2 separate regions of the Zea mays genome follow, and region 1 is linked to region 2. A link is a contact called in public Hi-C data. All regions are on one chromosome and are shown on one strand. Each heading gives the region's core, a stretch centred on a gene start, on an enhancer-like site or on the middle of the called end of the contact. The rest is flanking DNA. Distances are from core to core; before and after follow the strand shown. Region 1 holds the start of LOC100278816 (putative mediator of RNA polymerase II transcription subunit 26b). Region 2 holds the start of LOC100272347l.

The links. A called contact is a pair of places that touch in the nucleus more often than the background predicts.
Region 1: a Hi-C map of tassel shows a contact between it and region 2, with 2.2 times the contacts expected there. The contact joins the promoter of LOC100278816 here to the promoter of LOC100272347l in region 2. A contact is called at or near these places in 2 of 25 Hi-C or Micro-C datasets (leaf and tassel).

Annotation. Positions count from the first base shown.
Region 1 is chr8:106,778,864-106,782,199 of Zm-B73-REFERENCE-NAM-5.0, forward strand. LOC100278816 (putative mediator of RNA polymerase II transcription subunit 26b) reads left to right here and starts at 1,272. Exons shown (of 9, transcript NM_001323007.2): 1 at 1,272-2,626; 2 at 2,714-2,782; 3 at 2,881-2,963; 4 at 3,165-3,220; 5 at 3,306-3,336. The coding sequence starts at 2,030.
Region 2 is chr8:106,288,964-106,292,266 of Zm-B73-REFERENCE-NAM-5.0, forward strand. It overlaps LOC100272347l, which reads left to right and starts at 1,672. Exons shown (of 4, transcript NM_001146830.1): 1 at 1,672-2,600; 2 at 3,150-3,231. The coding sequence starts at 1,921. LOC109941998 reads right to left here and starts at 1,501. Exons shown (of 6, transcript XM_020543349.2): 1 at 1,234-1,501; 2 at 494-568; 3 at 267-335. The coding sequence starts at 531.

The DNA.
Region 1 (3,336 bases), core at 22-2,521, 490 kb after region 2:
CACTCCAAAATGGAACACCCGCGTAAGTCATACTACTGTAGAAAATTTAAAAAAAATGAAAATAAAAAAAAGAACCTCGAAACAACCCTAGCCAGCCACTGTCCCACACTACTGGTGGGAGACGCTAGATGCGCACGCAGTGCACAGGGGACAAAATACAGAGACGGAATTCCTTCTCAACAAAAAGCATGAAACACATGCCACTTTTGAAATGGGAGTATCTATGCGCGGCGTGGGAATAAGCCAGGATGCTCGGATCAAGATGCTAACACTGCAAAAACAGACGATGCATTTCTTTCGCTGTTTATTATAGTTTCATCAGATTGTTTGGTGTAAGATTTTGATGGCTATAGTATTTTTTTTTCTTTTCCCGAGATTTCCGGAGAGGATTTTTTTCTTCTTTTTCTTTCCATCTCTCTCGCTCTTTTCGTTCAATCTTACTTATTATACCGTCACCCATTCTTATCGTTCTTGTTTTTTTGCGACCATGGGTTATCATCTCATGTATTGCGAAACCTATAGTATAGCATTCGACTCCTCATCTCATGTATTGCAAAGCATCGCGGACCTCTTGTGTCTTACGATTTTGCCACCTTGAGAGCCTGCTCTGTACTAGGTGCAGCGCGTCGCACGACTGTGTTAAAAAACTCGTCTTCCGTCTTTTTTTAAAAAACAAATGCACAACAGTTGCCTACAACGACAAGCATTTTTTTTCAAAAGTTATATTCATGTCTCGTCAGTTGTTTCATATAGAATTACGTCTTTATTGTCTCATTCAACCTATCAACTAGAACAAGTACCACGCACCAAGCTGTATTAAATTCACTACAATAAATTTTTTATTTAACACACATTGTACATGTTCCGACTTTATATGGATTTTTTAAAAAAATTAATGATTAAACATTGAAATACGACATGAAGAAAACAGAATAAAAATATATGATAAAGCTTGTGAGGGCATCCCATCCATTTGACATGACACGCTGTGTGCAGTGCTGAAAATACTTGTGCTCGGTAGTCGGTACGCAAATGACTTTGCAATTATGGCCCGAGAGAGATATGCTTTACCAAATAGTAAATAGTTCAGATTATACGCAACTAAACAATAATCATGATGGAAAACCACCCTGTGACTTTGTGAGTGAGCATCATCAACCTAGCAGCACTGCTCCTCAACACAGAGAGAGAGAGAAGGAAAGAGACCGGAAAGGGCGCCCCCCGACGCCCGAGTCGACCGCAACAAGAATCAGCCACGCCGCGTCTCACCCATCTCCCGTAGCATTTCCGCCATCTCCTGCGGGTTGAGTACGGCCGAGTCCTGCTGCCCTTCGCTCGCTTCTTCTGGTAAATTGCAGTTTGTTACCGCAATTGCAGCTGCTAGTGGTGGCGAGGCATGGGCCATGGGAGAAAGACTAGTTGTTGCTGGTGTTTGGTAGTAGTAGCCGCGTAGGTCTCGTGGGTGTGCGCACCCTGCCTTCCCCGTCCCTATCCGCCCGTCTCATCGTCATCCCCTTCCTGTCTTCAACTTCACCTTCCCTGTGTTTCCTCCCCGCTTCCTTCCGCTCTAGGGGTCAGCCAGGCAGTCCAGATAAGATTTGCTCTGGTTAGGCTACCTCCGCGCCGCGCTGGAACTCCCTCCCGGTGAGGTTGTTGAAACCGACAAGGAACGGGGACGTGGGGCCCGAGGAAGGTCACGCTGCTAGTTTTTTTCCTTCGCGATCGATCCCTTCCGCCTCCGGATTCGCCCTGCTCTTGTTCCTCCGCTGTTTTCTCGATCGGTTGGCTGGTGACTCTGCCCCTGCCCCTGCCCCTGCCCCGGCCCCGATTCGGGGGAATCTGATTCGCCGTTGGGCGGGCGGGAGAGATTGGGTTCTTGGTTCTGGTGCCGGTGCGCGCGGCGTAATTTGGTAGCAGATAGAAGCAGGAAGGGGGAGCATCGGCCCTTGGCTGCGCTGCTGAGAATCGCGGTCGGGGGAGGCTGATCTTGGCGACGGTGGCCCGGCGGGGACCGGTGGCGGCCGCGGCGATGGCCGACGGGCTGGATCGGTGGCGCGGCTTCTTCCGTGGCGCCGGCGCTGGCATCTGCGACGTCATCGAGAACGCCATCCTCGTGGCGGCGGCCGACGCGCCGCGGGACTTCCTGCACCGCCGCGACCGCATCGCTGAGAGGCTCTTCACCGCGCTCCGCCGCGACGCGGCGCCGCCGTCCTTCGGCAGCGCCGCGGCGTCCACCACCCCGGCCACTCCCGTTGAGGAGGACAAGGGCAGCGTGCGCCGCGTCGCCGAGAAGGAGTGCAAGGTCGACAGCAGCAGCAACGGTACCCACGGCGGCGGCGGCCATGGCCATGGCCACGCCGATGAGGACGATGATTCTGACTCTGACGACGAGCGCCTCCGCCGCGCCGCAGCGAGCAACTATGGCCACAACTACGATGATGATGACGAAGATGGCGACCAACAGGAGGAAGATGAGCAGCAGCATGCCGCGGATGATACTGAAGAAGGGGAGGAAGACCACGACGCTGAGGAGCTCGAGGCGCTCACCAATGAGATCGATGAGGAGTCACAGATCGTCGGCGAGGTCCTCCGCATCAAGGAACTCCTCCTGCACAAGGAAGACCATGTACTGGCAGACTGCCTCGTTTCTTCATTTATTTATAAGGTCCTTAAACTTCGAATTCCTCTGAGCTAAATCATGTTGTTCCTGCAGTCGGATGCCACTTTGTTCGATTCACTGAGGAGGCTGCAGTTGATGCAATTGTCCGTCTCTACGCTAAAGGTACAAAATGGATATTGCGTACATATGAGCTATTTGATGTGTTGATCCCTGTTTGCTCTGGCTGTTTGGTTTCTTAATCTTAGGACTGTTCATTGCAGGCTACTGAGATTGGAAGAGCTGTTAATCGGCTGCGGAAACACAACTCACGAGAGATTCGGCACCTCGTGTGCACTCTCATTGAGTAAGTTCCATCTTCATTTCTGTCAATTTTGGTCCCTAGTGCTACTTCTCTGTTGCTTTCAAAGTGCTTAATAGCAGACCAAAATCACTGATCAAATATCAACCAACCAATTGTAGATTAGCTACATAATCATTGGAAGTGCCTTCTTGCTAGCGTTCTTGGAAATGTTGTTGACATATGAGGTTACCTTGTGTGTTTCAGAGGTTGGAAAGTTTTGGTTGATGAATGGGTCAGTACCACAAATGCTGCCCTGACAGGTAACTGAATTGAATTGATCTAACAGTTTCTAAATGAAGACTGGCATCTTAGCTTAATATGGATATTTGTTCTTTGGTGCTGTAGAGAACTCCCCTGGCTCTTCAAATCCTTCTGT
Region 2 (3,303 bases), core at 422-2,921:
TTAAGGATAAATAAATGAAAAAATAATAGATAGAGGGAAGGGTGTTAGATGGATGTACGTGCTATCGTCGGCGTTGAAATCTTTAGGAGATTGGATATATATCCACCTGACATGGTGAGCATGTAGAATCGAACAGAAAATCAAAAAGCATCTAGATACTAATATGCTTAAACAAATTTTGGTTGAATGCAAGTGGTGAACGCTCACTGTTGATAACTATAGGAATGTAGATACATTTTTTTAAATCTAACATTAGTTGACCTTACCTCTTGTTGTCGGTGTTGCGAGTGCCGAGAAATTGGAGATGTATTTCTATGGTGTGATGAGGCGACATGCTGAAACGATTAGGAAACATGTTAGCAAGTGGCTACTAATCTTTGCAAACAAATTATAGAATAACGCATTTGTTCAACGTATGCAGACGACAACATGTAACATGGCCGATTTGGTCGGACTATAAAGTGTTTGCCTCGGGAACAAAAGCTAAGAATACCAACAATGACATATGGTGAAGGTCCAGTTGATGAGCATTTCTCCTTCACCAAAGCAGCATGTTTTTACGCTAGATCTGCACCCACAGGAAGATGTTTCACATGGTAGGTTAAAAAGTACATAAACATGGATAAATCACACAGTAAGTTGCATCGAAAACCAGAACCAGTCTCACAATTTTGCTTCATCAGGACACGAGCCAATAAAAAAGAAAGAAAGAAACCAGATGGGAGAGAAAGAGTGTGCATTGCATTGCACCGAGGGAGGGAGGAGAGATAGACGGTTGGCGTGGCTGTGACAACCGTTCTCTTTGTGTTTGCTTTGCTTCCGTTGCAGATAGAGGAGGCAAAGCGTTGTGGCGGCCGAGCATGTGTTAGGGAAGAGAATCTTTAAAGCCACACACGACAGTGGAGCTCGTTCGCTCGACCATCTGGTGCGTGCAGTGCCATCATGTTCCAAACCCACAGCATCGAATTCTCCTCGCTCTTGGCCTCTCTCGGCTCTCCGGTCTGCGCTCTGGGCCTCTGCCTCTTGGCTCTTTGATAGATAGTTCAGATTGAGATCAAATCTGAATATCTGGATGATCTCCTGGATGGCCGGATGAGAATGAGGATGACTGGATGAGTCTATTTGGGGGCTACCAACTGTTTCCCTTCCAGTCCACTTGGAGGCTACCAACGACCTGTCTGCCTCCTTGAGATCTTGAGGATTAGAGAGACATGGTTAGAAAACTTTTCGTACCTGGGTGAGCAGACGAATAATGGGTATTCGAACTCATGGAGCAGGAGGGTCACGACGCGGCGACCGTCAGCACTGTTGCTCTCGCCGACGGGGACCTCTCACCGGAAGAATCACGTGGCGTGGAGAAGAGCGGGGACGTTCGGGGAAGGAGGGCCAATGGGACAGGGACCGCTACCAGGCCGCCGCCGCCGACGGAGAAGACAACCGCTAACAGAATCACCTTTTTTGATTGTGTGTTTTTTCAACTCGTCTCTGGAAGGGACCAGAGTCTCCCGTGATGTCGTGCTAGCTGCTGAGCCTGAGGAGATGTTTCATGGCCGTGCTTGTCGAATCCAACGGCTAAGAAGAATTCAGGAGACGTGGACACATGTGGTGTGAGCTTTGCGTCGCGCTCTGTAATATAGAATTGAGTCGGTTCTTTGACCCACCGCGGAGAATTTTTTTGGTCAGCTCAAACGGTATCCATCCATCAGTTTTTTTCTCTCATTTCCTTATCCTCTGTCCCTACCCACGCGCGGCGCCCACGACTCCCCGCTCCGCTGAGCGCCCGCGGCCGGCGCCCTCACGCCCACGCGGCTGGGCCTGGCGCCCGCGCCCGTGGCCGTGGCCGCCACTTCCAAGCTCATAGCTTGGCTCGAGCAAAGAGGTGAGTGATACGCCCTGCGTCAGTGCGTGGTAGGCAGCACGATGGCGCTGCACTGCTCCCTGCCCGCGACCTGTTCGACGTTGTGGCTGCGAGCAGCGGCGCGGCCTGATCCCCGCTTTCCGAGGTCCCGTGCGCGCCTCGTAGGCCTAGCTCTTTCTGGCCCGCGCCACCGGAGGCTCGTGCACACCGGCTGCGCGCGGGCGGGGACGAGCGACTCTAAGGCCGTGGAGCTGGTGCTGGGCGGCCGTGCGCGCGGCGACGATGGCGACACTGACTCCGAGTCCAGCGATGAAGAGGACGCGCAGGATCGCATGACGGACGAGGAGCGGAGGACGCTGCGCCGGAAGATACGGGAGATGATGGACCGCGTCCCGGAAACGGCGGAGCTGACGGACCCGGAGGAGCGGAGGGTCAAGATGCGGGAGCTGCTGACCAAGTACGAGCTGGTGGTAGAGGAGGAGGACCCGGACTGGCCCGAGGACGCCGAGGATGGGATGGGCTTCAGCCTCGGCCAGTTCTTCGACAAGATCACCATCAAGGCCGAGAAGAAGGACGACACCGAGGAGGATGACGTCTCGGGGTATCAGAGCGACAAGGAGATTGTTTGGGAGGATGACAATTACATCAGGCCGGTGAGGGATGTTAGGACACAGGACTGGGATGCGTCCGTGTTCACCGATTTCGGGCCGATGGTTGTGCTTGTGCATAACAGATATAAGAGGTATAATTCATTCCTTGCTCTTGCTGAGTGCTTCTTGTTTCTCAACTCATTTATCTCTATGGGTAGAAGATATGCATGATGTGTCTGTTCTGATTAGAGGCAACGAGTACTATGCAATCATGTCTTAGATGCAAACGTGTAAGCGAGTTTTCTGGTCCATTAGATCATGATCTAACCATAGATATAGTTGGCAATAGTTGTGGTTTGTTAGTATTTTTTTATAAATCTACATGAACTGATGGTGGAAGGGTTTAAGTGTTAAATGTAATATATGATTAGATCATGATCTAACGAAACATGAGGTTCGTTTGCATGCTTGTATTTAAGGCTGATTGCATAGTAGTCGGTTAGAAGGGCTTATTGGTGTGTGTGCGCTTGCACATTGCAGCTGAATAGACCTGATATATGCTGAACCTGTATGTTCCTGTCTAAATTTGCAAGGGATTTACTGCATTGCCTTGGTTTCAATTATTGATGAATAGGCCATGAATTTATTGAGAACCCATTTACCTAAGTTAGTTTGACAAAGCATGATGTCCATTCTTGCAGGCCGCAGGAGAATGAGACGGCGAGGGCTGAGCTTACTAAGGCAATTGAGATGTTTTGGGAACACAATCTGCCGTCACCAAGGGTATAGAGTTCGTTGCAACATCGCTTCAAGTTCTGACTATGCAATTATGCATATATTTATTATTTTTTTTGA